Linked DNA regions of Rattus norvegicus: regions 2 and 3 are each linked to region 1. The links are chromatin contacts, called in public Hi-C maps. All regions are on one chromosome and are shown on one strand. Each heading gives the region's core, a stretch centred on a gene start, on an enhancer-like site or on the middle of the called end of the contact. The rest is flanking DNA. Distances are from core to core; before and after follow the strand shown.

Region 1 (3,964 bases), core at 1,420-3,919:
CATTTTAAATGGTGTCATCAGCTTGGATTTTGGCTTCTCATTAGGATTTTAACTCTGAAAACACAGTCTTTGCGAAAGCACTCGGATAGGGAAGTAGCCTGGAGGGAAGCTGACAGACCTTTTGACTCTGCTTCAGCTGCTTGGAGATCTGTGCCCTGAAAATCAGCGTGGCCGGGCCCAGGGCCGGTCGCAATGGAATGTGCATGTGCCGGCGTCCATTAGTCTCATTTAATGTTTTTTCTATGATAAGTGTGAGCCTCAAACACGCTGGCTCTTTTATGATACATAAATCACAGGCCGGTGCCTTCCACGACACTGGTTTGATAACTGAGTACTTACACAGGGAGCAAGGAAGCAAACACTTAGACCCAGGAGGATGAGCTGAGTGCCCCAGCAGAGCCTGGGATTGGTCCCTGCTATTTAAGTATCCCTGCTATTTAACTCTCTCTCTCCTGCTCGGGAAGAGAAATATACACACTGCTGCAAACCTCCTTCAGACAGCAGCAGCCTTCACCAAAGCTGCCCTGGTCCCTACCACCAATTTCTTTCCTGGAGGGCTAGTCTCCACCCACCATTAAATGGGCTGGGGTGGATTTCAAAGCACAAGGAATTCACACACCTTCCTACTGACTGTTTATAACAGGAGGTGCGAAGGCTGAACCATGCTAATGTCGGGATCCTAGGGAAGGTCCACGGATTTTGTCTGCTGGGCTCCTTGGGACTGCCCCAGCTTCTGCATTTTCTCAGCTTACCAGTATGGGATTCTATGAATCCCATGATTCCTGTGCCCAAACCAATTGAAATAGTTCCATAGTAGCCAAATTGCTGCCTACGAAGCCAGGGATGTCAGAGAAACAACCAGGGCATCTCCCCCAGAAGAGAGGTGAGCAGGGCAGATGCAAAGGACCTGGCTCACATCTGACTGTGAAGGAGAAAAGTCTAGGATCAGCCAGGTCAGAGCTAGGGCCCCAAAGCTCAGTCATGCCAACATGTGAGCATACGAAGGACTGCAGACCCACAGCCCTGACAGGGTGTAGACCAAATGGTCAGGGAGGCCTGTGAACCTTCTAGTGCCTCTGGTCTGCACTGCTCTGTCCTGTCCCAGCCCTCCAGACAGTCCTTACACACTTGTTTCCAAAATCCCATCCCAAGAGGAGACATAAACAGCATCTGCCTTTCCTCCTAAGGTCCCAGTAGACAGACTAACGTGGTTATTGGGTTAGAACATGATGAGGTGCTTACTCTTACACATGTCCCCTCCCTACCCTTTCCCAGCCTAGATGCACTAGCCCCTCCTTGAGGCCAAGTGCACTTGGGGAAGGGCTGTGGGTGATTGGAAGCAGCTAGGTACACAGATGACCTTCACAGGCTCGGCACCCTTCCCACCCCTCTGTGAGGGGATGTAACCCATCCACAGTCCCAGCAGTGGGGACAATCTTTGGCAAACAGGAACAGTCGAACCCCCGAGATGACAGTTGTTTGGCTAGGAGGATAGTCTTGTATGCTCAAGCATGTGTGTGGACACACACACACACACACACACACACACACACACACTCCCTAGAGCTTAATTTCACTGGGCAGCATTACCACCAGAGCATAGGTTAGATGAGGATGCATTTTGCAGAGGTGGGGAGTGGGGGTTGGTTGGTTGGTTGGTTGGTTGTGGGTATGGGATATTTTTATTAATGAGTCTCACTGTATAGCACTGGTGGTCCTGGTTCTGCCTGCTTCTACCTTCTTAATGCTAGCACAATGTTTATCAACCCGTAGGTCACCACCCGTTTGAGGGCTGCATATCAAGATTCCTACATATCAGATATGCACTACTACTCATAACAGTAGCAAAATTGTAGTTATGAAGTAGCAACAAAGTGATTTTATGGTTGGGGACCACCACAACAAGTTGAGAGCAGCTGTGCTAGGATGGCAGGAGTGCACTACCACATCTGGCCGTTATCAAATTTCTTAATAGAGATGTTGAATTCTGCTCGTCTTCTTCAAGAGATGAGGCCAATGCAGACCCAGGTTACCGACCCTTAGGCCTCCCAGCTCTAAATTGTCTCTGCCCGTAAATGCAGACAACGAAACACTGACGTGGGAACACGTCCTTTATATGTCTGTCCCTTTAACGCATGAGCACAGAAAAGAACAGGAAAACCAGAAAGGAGTAAAAGGAGGCTAGAGAAAACCGTGGAAAGAAACGGGAAATTAAAGGCTGTAAATCCCAGGAAATCAGAGAACAGACCTGTGTCCCAGGGGCGGGAGCTGCACTGGGCACAGGACTCTCAGCAAATGTCAGTGGAATGAGGAACACGGAGAAGAAAAGTTGACCAGAGGATCAAGGTGGAGAAGATACCGGGAAGCATCTTTACCCAGATTCCCAGGACCTTCCCACAGCAGCTTGGGGCTGTCCTCCAGCCCCTGAGAACCTGCAAAGAGGGGGAGGTGCCACGGGCAGATTGAGGTTGCTGTGCAGAGCACCACTTCCCTGAAGCACCAGTCCTTGTAGATCCCCTCCTTTGCCCTTAAAAAACACCCGTCTTGATGCAGGGAAGAGTCATTGGTTTCATTTGAAACAATTCCCAAACAGGATATAGAGTCTCCAACAGCTCCTGGGCCTTTGGCAATCACCATGAGCAGGTGTTTCACACAAGTGCTGAGGAGCACGTACTGTGTAAAGAGCCAGGGCGAGCTGGGTGGAGGCCAGGAGAGCAGCCCAGGGCACAGGCACTGTGGAGACCAGCCCTGTGCCTCCTCTGGCTTCCAGGGGTTTGAGCTCTTTCCTCGTGCCTCCCCTGTCCTCTCACACGTGATGCCCTCTTTAATGTGATGGAAACTGGGATATCCCTCTTGTTTTTTCTACAGTCAGTGAGATTCCCACCAAAATCAAAACACAGGCCTCAAAGGAAGAAAAATAACCTACAGTGAGCAAAATGGAAGCGGGAGGAATGAGGAAGGCCTGCGGTAACAACAGAAAACAGGATGCCGTGACGCTGACGTAGGCCAAAACAAACACACGGGGCTGGGGCTGCCGAGTACAAGTTCATAGGTTAAAAAAATAAATAAATAAAAGTGCACACACATTAGAAGCCAAGCTTCTAGTGGTAAAGTGGAAACAAGTTGTCCTCTCATTCCAACCCTGGGACTTTATAAGCAGCCCTGGACAGGTCAGACACTTTCAGGTATGCACCCAAGAGAAATGAAAACCTACGTCTAAATAAAAATGTACACGTGGATATTCCAGCAAAATGATTCACGACAGCTTAAACAGTGGAAACAAAGATCTATGATGACTGGATCATACGCTGGAATAGCCTCTTCCTCATTCCTCAGAAAGAAATGGAGCGTTGACACACACTAAGACTCCAAAGAAAGAGGAGAGTGTCATCGTGCTAAGTGAAAAAAGCCAGGCACCACAGTGGATTGTATGCTGAATGACTCCTTCATATTTAATGCAGATTAATGTTCTCCCTTTAGGATGGAAACAAAGATTTTATTTTTATACAATTAGGGAATGTAGGGGCGAGGTGAGCGGTAATAGCTGAGAGGGGTTGGAAGGCTCTAAAATTGACTGTGGTGATGGTTGTTCAGCCCTGGGAATGTGCTGAACAGTACTAACCACGTGCCTTAAGTGACAGAACTGTATGAACTGTGTCTGTGTAAAGAAAAGGAAGAGTGGTTTCCCGAGTAGGAAGAGTGGTGGGCATGGGGTTAGGAAAGCTAGAAGGCAGCTCATTCAGTCCTGCACATAGGAGGGGCTTCTCCATATTCCTTTTTAGACTTACTATCACCTCAAGACTCTGGCTGCAACACTTCTCAAAGGGTCCTAGTAGTGGGAGATCCTCCCTGCTTTGTTTTCATGACATACATAACTGACAAGTGCTTTAAATGGTCTTTCTAGATATATGTATATTTACAGACTAGAGCCATAGAAACTTGGAATATTTTATCTGAGACCACA
Region 2 (4,026 bases), core at 1,465-3,964, 300 kb before region 1:
TTCAGTTAAAGACAACTGAAGCTGGCATGTCAAGTTACGTTCTGGATTTGGCTCTGACAAGGAGCCAAAGAACGCCAAATATCCTTTACAGATTAAATGCAGAGAGCCTGAGGTGCTGACTGAAACTGCAGCTCTAGCCCTCAGCCACCTTCCTCCTCCACTGAGGGCTTGTGTTCTTCACGGACACCAAAATTAAGTTCCTACAACACTAGTGGCTGAGAGCAGTGGGTTGACTTTAGGAAATACGTCTGCTCCCAAGCTGGGCTACCCAAGCTCTATCCTTGGGAGCAACAAGGAGAATGGAGAGATCGAACTCCATTTGTCCTCTGACCTCAACGATGCACAGCACAGCCTGAATGTGCCCGTATACATTCACACGTATACACACACACACACGCACACAGACACACACACATGTACACAGACACACACACACACGCACACACACATACACACATACACACACGCACACAGACACACACACACGCACACACATACACACATACACACACACATGCACACAGACACACACACGCACACAGACACACACACACGCACACACATACACACATACACACACACACACACACACACACACACACACACACGAGCGCACTAACGTGAAGGCCTCTTGATAAGATGGCAACAGTAGTCATGGAAAGTCTTTTCTAAGCTTAGGAAAATGTCACCAGCACAAGGTTCACAGTAGCCACCAGCTGAGCCAGCCATATGAAATGGAACAAAAAGGAAGGTCTGGATATGAAGAAGAAACCACACTAGAAATGCTTTAGAAATATTTTTTAGTGGCTTCTTAAACTCTTCTTATTATGATTTGTGTGCATGTACGTGCGTGTGTGTGCGTGCGTGTGCGTGTGTGTGTGTGTGTGTGTGTGTAAGCTTCTGTGTACACACTCAGAGGCCAGAGGACAACTGGCGGGAGTCACTTCTCTCCTTCCCTGTGAGTCCCCCAGGACTAAACTCAGGTGCTCAAGCATAGGGGTAGCAAGCTCCCCGACCAGGTGGGCCACCTCACTGCCCAGGTTCAGAATTTTTACAAATGTATTTCAAGCACTTATGGGGTAAAGAAAGGAGCTGAAGGCAACTCCAGCACTCGGAGAACAAAGGTAGGCGAGGGCTCAAACTGTCATTAGTTATCTTAGCATCTTGCTTGTTATCCCTATCAAAGGTTCCGATCAGGCCCTTCCATTTCCTCCCTTAGAGTGCCTCTGGTTAGAGGCCAACGTGACCCAGTGAGGGGAAGAAAAGAAAGTGTGGTTTGGTGGGCAGCAGCATGGCTGTGTCCAGCTCCCCCCCACTTTTCTTCCCAAAGTTTCAAGATGACAGAGTCCAGGGCACGTCAAGTATATAGTCCTTTTCAACCAACTCCAAATCGCTCATGTTCCCTATCTGTCTGGTCTCATAAGGAAAACTCCTTCTGCCCGCCTCACATGCCTGACGCTCACACTAAAACCAGCGCCGTTCCCTGACCCCACACGCCCAGAGTACTGCTACACATTAACACCACTGCCAAGGCGGTGTGGTGATGTGCGTGCCCTTCCACCTGAATTGCACAACCAAGAAGGAACTTCAGGACTTTTGCAAATGGGTGTTACAAACGGCTGAGTTCCTTTGAAGTGGGTCTGCCTGCCCTTCCTGTTCTGGCTGGGGCACTGCACCTAGAAGGGAAGATTAATTCACCATCTTCACTTTCCAGCCACTCCTCGGTGAACTTGGCCCTAGCTTCCAGATCAGACAAACACCAGCAATTATGCCGAAGATAACCACCTATGTAGTTGTTCTGTGATATTGATGAGTTAACAGGTACCAAGTACCAGCATCGTCTTTTGAGATCTTCATGTTAAAGAAACTGGCTCCTGATCCACACTCTAAGAAACACTCACGAGGGTACATAGACACCGCCCCCGCACGCACACACAACACACACATATGTCCACAAGTTTGCACAAAACTATGGGAGACCACAAGACTATAATATCTAATGGTATCCCGTTGAGATTCCACTGCGCAGAGGGTCCCCGCTTTGTGCACAGAGTTCTGAGTGAGTCACTCTCCCCCAAGGAAGCCCCTGAAACTCTCAGGAGACTGGGGCTTGAAGAGACAATTTTCACTCCTTTCTCAGCTAGAGCTAATTCCTTGGCTTGAAGGGGATTCTTCTAAGTCCTGCAATTAGGCACAGTAAACAGGCCTGGTAACATCCACATATCAGCGCAGGCTGTCTGGGTTTGGGAAAGCAGCCCTTCCCGTGGAGGTCTGGCTCTAGGCCAGCTGGGAGATGACTGAGTGACAGGGCTACGTGCGCTTCGTGAGAGTGGCGGCCAGCCCACACCCGAGCACACCGCCAGGCAGCCAGGGGAGGGGACAGACTCTGGGGAGCCCTGGCTCCTCCCCCGCCGTTCTCCAGTCACCAGAGAAAGGCTTTCAGCAAGGGCTTCCTCCTGGCAATTACAAAATCAGCCAGGCCAGCAAGCCAGAGGACACTGAGAGGAGTGGTTAGCCATCTCTTTCCCAAGGCTTTGGCCCAGATGTTAGCAGATGTCACTTCCTAAAGCTTCAGCGCCCAGGTAGCACTTCCACAGAACCTGTCTAATTGCCTGGTTACTGGAAGGGTGAGCAGAAGCTTGCCCAGAGTCAAGGCTGTTGTTCACACGTTCTCAGAGGGAGTCATTAACCCAGGTTATTACACGGACCTAGAGGTTACCACATGTCCCTGGAGAACAAATGCATTAGTCACCAGAAAGGCAACGTGGGGTTGGGACTCACAGCATTTGACTTCCTTAATGTGAGAAACAAAACTTATCAGAAAAATCAAACTTCACCTGTAGTGCCCTGAAGACCACACACAGTAGAGAAAGGCCACGCCAGCTGTGGATGGGTCTCTGTATGCTTCCTTCTTAAATCAATCCCAAAGAACAGGAAGGAATTCACGGCAGTTTAAATGTGAGCCGTAAGAAAAGACTTTATTAACAGATACAGCTACCAATCAAATGTCCTGGGGTGAGGGTGGGGTGGGGTGGGGCTTCAAGCAACACTGATTAGATAGGAGAATCCTAACTTTGCATTCCAGAGCTTAGGAAAGAAAACGCACCCACTCTAAGATTCCACAACCCAGAAGACAGTGCGGTCGGAACTCAGGAGACGCAGTGCTCACATGCAGTTACTGCACGAACACTCAAGCAGGCTGAAATCCAAAGCTTAACAAGAAAGCCATCTAAGACGCAAGACTAACTAGCTTGTCCCCAAGCTTTCTGGGGGAATTAAGGTCGTCAGTTCTATGTAAGGTACAACCCCAGGACCTACCTCAGATACCAAAATACATGCTAAAGTCCTCCACATAAAATGGTGTGGAGAGTCGGCCTACCCACACCTTCCCATGTTCTGTCTGTAAGTCATCCCGAGGTGACTTAAATACCTTATAGAATGGCATGCAAATAGCTGTCAAGCTCTATGGCTTAGGAAATGACAGGAAAGATCTGGTGGCAAAGCAGCAGCGCTGGCTTGTGTTACCACTGCAGAAACAACCCAACCCCATCTCCCCACACAGGCCCCTGGGCTTTCCCCTCCCTCTCCTTTCCCAATGCCTACTCCCCATGTTAGCCCAGGGCCATTCCCCAGCCAGTTACGCTGTCCTTCCATGTTCTGGGATGTTTGGGGATTCTTTCTAGCATCTTCCTTCATTAGGTCATGTCAACACAAACTATGGTTCCCAAACTGGCTTCAAAGTCAACTGATAAATGGCCAATTCAGAAAAAAATTTTTTTTTCTTTTGAAGAAACATAAAAGTTCATAAAAGAAAATGAGAAACACCAAGTAAAAGCATCCCAGGGAAGAGATCAATTTTCCCTGCGAGGGCATGAAGCTAGTTTGGGAGACATCTGAACTCTGCTACTGGCACATTAATTAGAATTCACAAGCCGCAAAAACGTCTACAGTCACGTTAATTAGAATTCACTTGATGCAGACTGCTGGCTTAAAGCGGGGCGGGCATCCAGAAGACCTTTACCAGGG
Region 3 (3,857 bases), core at 386-2,885, 390 kb before region 1:
TGGCAGACCTACACTTTCAACTTCCTCTTTTCCCTTCCTCCACACCGCACCCTCTTCCTCTTTTCCCAATAAGATCTGCCCAGCAAGTTACCTGGGATTCCTGGAATGCTTCTCCATGCATGTGAGACATTTACAGAACATTAAACTCTAACCAACGATGTTCATTTAACCTGAAGACCCTTTCCCACTCTCCAAAGTCTGTAGATAGCCCTGGTTCACCCCCATAAAATGTATTCACACAAGCCACCCCAAATAAATGTGTGCACACAAGCTAAGATTGTCTCAGAGAGATGTTTGGGAGAAGGCCTTTGTCTGTAACACTAACATCCTCAGAGAAGCAGTCTAGATTCTTGCGCGCGCGCGCGCGCGCGCACACACACACACACACACACACACACACACACACACACACACACCCTCCCCCACTCACTCCCAGATGGCCTGGGATCCCACAGAACCCCATCCCCTTTGGACATCACTTCTAGCCTGGTATGAAGTGGCATCTGGGCATCCTTAGAGGAAGTGAAGGATGTGGAACCACAGTTGGACCCCGAAACACATACCACAAGGGTTTATTTGACTTATACTTCTACATCACTGAAGGAAATCCGGATAGGAACTCAAACAGGGTTGGAACCTAGAGTTCCTAGATGAGGCAGAAACCATGCAGGGGTGTTGTTTAGTAGCTTACTTAACATGGTTTGCTCAGCCTTTCTTATAAAACCCAAGACCTCCACCCCAAGGGTGGTCCGACCCACAGTGGAATGGGCCCTCCCCCATCAATCACTGAATAAGAAAATGGCCTACAGTTAGACTTTATGGAAGCATTTTCTCGATTGAGATTCCCTCTTCCTCAGTGACCCTAGCTTGTGTCAAGACGACATAAAACTAGCCAACACACATGGGTTTCTCTCACAGTGGAAAATGTGAGGATAAAAGGAAGCAGGCAGGATGACATGCCTCCTAGAGTGGCTCATACTTTGCCAATGTGTAGCCACCTCCATTACTGTATGGATTGGGGATCCATCCAGGGCCAAAGAATTGAGAAGCACAACAACAACAATAAAACTTTAAAAGAGCTTGGGTGGGGAGCCAGGTGTGGTGGTGCACGGTAAAGCCTAGTAAAGACAGGCGAACCTCTGAGAGTTCAGGGTCAGCCTGGTCTACAAAGCGAGCTTCAGGACAGCCAGGACTACACAGAGAGATTTTGTCTTGAAAAAAAAAGGGAGGGGGGAGTCTTAGCCAAGTTCACCCAAACGAACTAAGACTAGCACTCTGCCTTCCAAAGAGCATAAGACGAAGGTCTAGGACATTGCCCAGAAAGGCAATGTGAGAAGATGTGCAGGTCGACACAGGATAAGTAAAAATAAGGCAGCCCAAGTTGCTCTGGATCTGACTCCAGATAAACACCCACAGAATGGTGCCTAGGGGTGGTGGGGCAGGGGCTGAAAACAGGTGCCGGTAGCAGAGGTGGGGCCACACCGGCTTGGGATAGGAACAACCACTAACGTAAAAATAACCATAAAGACGACTCCACCCCCACCCAATTGCAAACTCAGCAATTCGCCAGTGTCCTTTAAAAACAACCCTACTTCCATAAGCCTTCAAGAGCCATTAATAGAAACTGATAGTTGGACTCTAATCTCTTTTGTGCCACTTGGGGGCAACACCTTCATGTTTGATTTATTGAGACTCTCACCTCTGTTTGCCTTCTGAAAGACAGAAGTTGCTAATCTGAAAGCTTTCTTCTCTTCCGTAAGTGGCTACAGAAAATTCCCAACCTGCTAACTACAGAGAGGCCTGAACCTTTTTTTATGTATTTATTTATTTAAAAGTCAAATCGTTTCACCCTCTCCTCCAGACCAGGCAAGGTGAATGTCAGCTACAAAGACTGGCTTCTAGAAAGTCCCCCACAGGTCGGAAAGGGATTTCTGAGCTGTTCTCAGCTCAAGGCTGAGGCCACAGGCTGAAGGACCCATAGAGACTGTCAGCAGCAGGGTTAGCATATGCTAATCTAAGATATGCAGTGCTCAGGGAGTACCAGGGCCTTTAGGAGGAGGAAACACCAGTCAATTACTCCTGAGACATCAAGAGTAGGTGTGCAGGGTAGCAGCCACCGTGAAATAGCCAGAGACCTAGTGGGTAACCAGCAACAACAAGCCAGGGCTCCAGACATATGAGACTCAGGAGTCCAGATGCAAGGGACACACGTTCTAGCTACCTATGGGGCTGGTTCTAGGCCTGGGCCCTTTGCAAGTAATCATAGACATTGGTCTCCTGATTACCAAAGCCTCATATCTCTTCACTTCCTTGCCACAAATGGAGCTAATTATCTTTTACCTAAAACAAGCCTTGGCCTTTCTTTGAGCCCTTCATCAAAGAGGGACACTGCCAACACAGACCAATGAGGAATCTCACACCACAGTGACAACTCTGTCCCTCCCCATTTGCACCAATTGGTCCTAGCTCTCCTCCCATAGACCCTCCCACTGCCAAGGCCAAGCCCTCGCCATCCCTGTCACTAAAGCAATAGCTTGCTACTTGGTTCCCCATTCTGGTGATCCCCCAAACCATCCACATTGCCATCAAAAAGTTCATTCTGGGTTTATATCCTCTCCTACTTCCTAAACTTGAACACAGCAAAGCATAAAGCACCTGGCACAGATCTGAGGGTTTTGTGAACTGTTCCCATGTTCTATGTGTTCCCCCAGGAACTACTGTCCACTAGACCCTTCCACTGCCCTTCTTAGAGCGTAATTCCTTCTCATCTGTATGCTTATTGTTCGAAGGCTGCAGGCTTCCCCTATACTGCTCACTACATGGTGGGATAGCTGTTAGCCTCCCGGTCATTGCCTCTGTAAACAGCAGAAACAGGTTGTCTTCTTATATGCCCCTTAGCTACTATGAGTGGTACCTACTCAGTCATGGCTGCATCAATTCAGACAAGACCCAGGAATCGAAGGTGACAGAGAAGCTGAGGCACAACTGACTGGGCTGGAGTTTATTTGATGCGTGTTCTACAATATTGCAAATGAAATATCTCTTACATAATACTGTAAATGACCATAGGGAGTAAGTAAGGATGCAGAGGTAAATTCCACTTACTTTTGCTTACTCTTTCCAGAGAATGAATGCAGCCTGCCTGCAAGCTAAGTGAAGGAGCTACAACATGTGGTTTGTGCCACATGACCTTGCCCTCTTAGTGATAGCTGATTAGACCAAAAATAAATAAATAAATAAATAAATAAATAAAAATAAAAGAAAAAATTAAAATCTGGAGATTATGGCTCAAAAATCTAAAGAATGTATGAAATCAAGGCAAATGTTAGATTTATATCAAATCACAGCTACAGGTAAGAAAAGACAAATACTGGGTCTGGGGAGATGACTCAGTCACATAAGCATGAGGATCAGAGTTCAAACCTCACCCACTGTACTGACTGGTTTTGTATATCAACTTAAGCTGGAGTTATCAGAGAGAAAGGAGCCTCCCTTGAGGAAATGCCTCCATGAGATCCAGCTGTAAGGCATTTTCTCAACTAGTGATCAAGGGTGGTAGGACCCAGCCCATTGTGGGTGGTGCCGTCCCTGGGCTGGTAGTCCTGGATTCTATAAGAGAGCAAGCTGAGCAAATCAGGGGAAGCAAGTCAGTAAGTAACATCCCTCCATGGCCTCTGCATCAGCTCCTGCTTCCTGACCTGCTTGAGTTCCAGTCCTGACTTCCTTTGGTGATGAACAGCAATGTGGAAGTGTAAGCTGAATAAACGCTTTCCTCCCCAGCTTGCTTCTTGGTCATGATTTTTGTGTAGGAATAGAAACCCTGACTAAGACAGCCACATAATAAACCAAGTATGGTG

Evidence for each region. A called contact is a pair of places that touch in the nucleus more often than the background predicts.
Region 2: a contact with region 1 is called in a Hi-C map of liver, with 3 times the contacts expected there. The contact joins two enhancer-like sites. A contact is called at or near these places in 7 of 12 Hi-C or Micro-C datasets (frontal cortex, hepatocytes, kidney and 2 more).
Region 3: a Hi-C map of psoas muscle shows a contact between it and region 1, with 3 times the contacts expected there. The contact joins two enhancer-like sites. A contact is called at or near these places in 11 of 12 Hi-C or Micro-C datasets (the A7r5 cell line, the Rat2 cell line, Schwann cells and 7 more).

What each region holds. Positions count from the first base shown.
Region 1 is chr6:77,693,177-77,697,140 of GRCr8, forward strand. No RefSeq gene overlaps it. Among named protein-coding and RNA genes, the nearest start is that of Sptssa, 200 kb to the right of the region's middle. Within about 2 kb of position 2,670, at least 7 of the 93 cell types and tissues checked have an H3K27ac peak or open chromatin away from gene starts, as enhancers often do. A contact at or near this core is called in liver, where this site is marked.
Region 2 is chr6:77,396,772-77,400,797 of GRCr8, forward strand. The region is part of intron 1 of Egln3 (egl-9 family hypoxia-inducible factor 3); the gene reads right to left. Among named protein-coding and RNA genes, the nearest start is that of Egln3, 12 kb to the right of the region's middle. Within about 2 kb of position 2,715, at least 42 of the 93 cell types and tissues checked have an H3K27ac peak or open chromatin away from gene starts, as enhancers often do. A contact at or near this core is called in liver, where this site is marked.
Region 3 is chr6:77,302,871-77,306,727 of GRCr8, forward strand. No RefSeq gene overlaps it. Among named protein-coding and RNA genes, the nearest start is that of Egln3, 110 kb to the right of the region's middle. Within about 2 kb of position 1,636, at least 2 of the 93 cell types and tissues checked have an H3K27ac peak or open chromatin away from gene starts, as enhancers often do.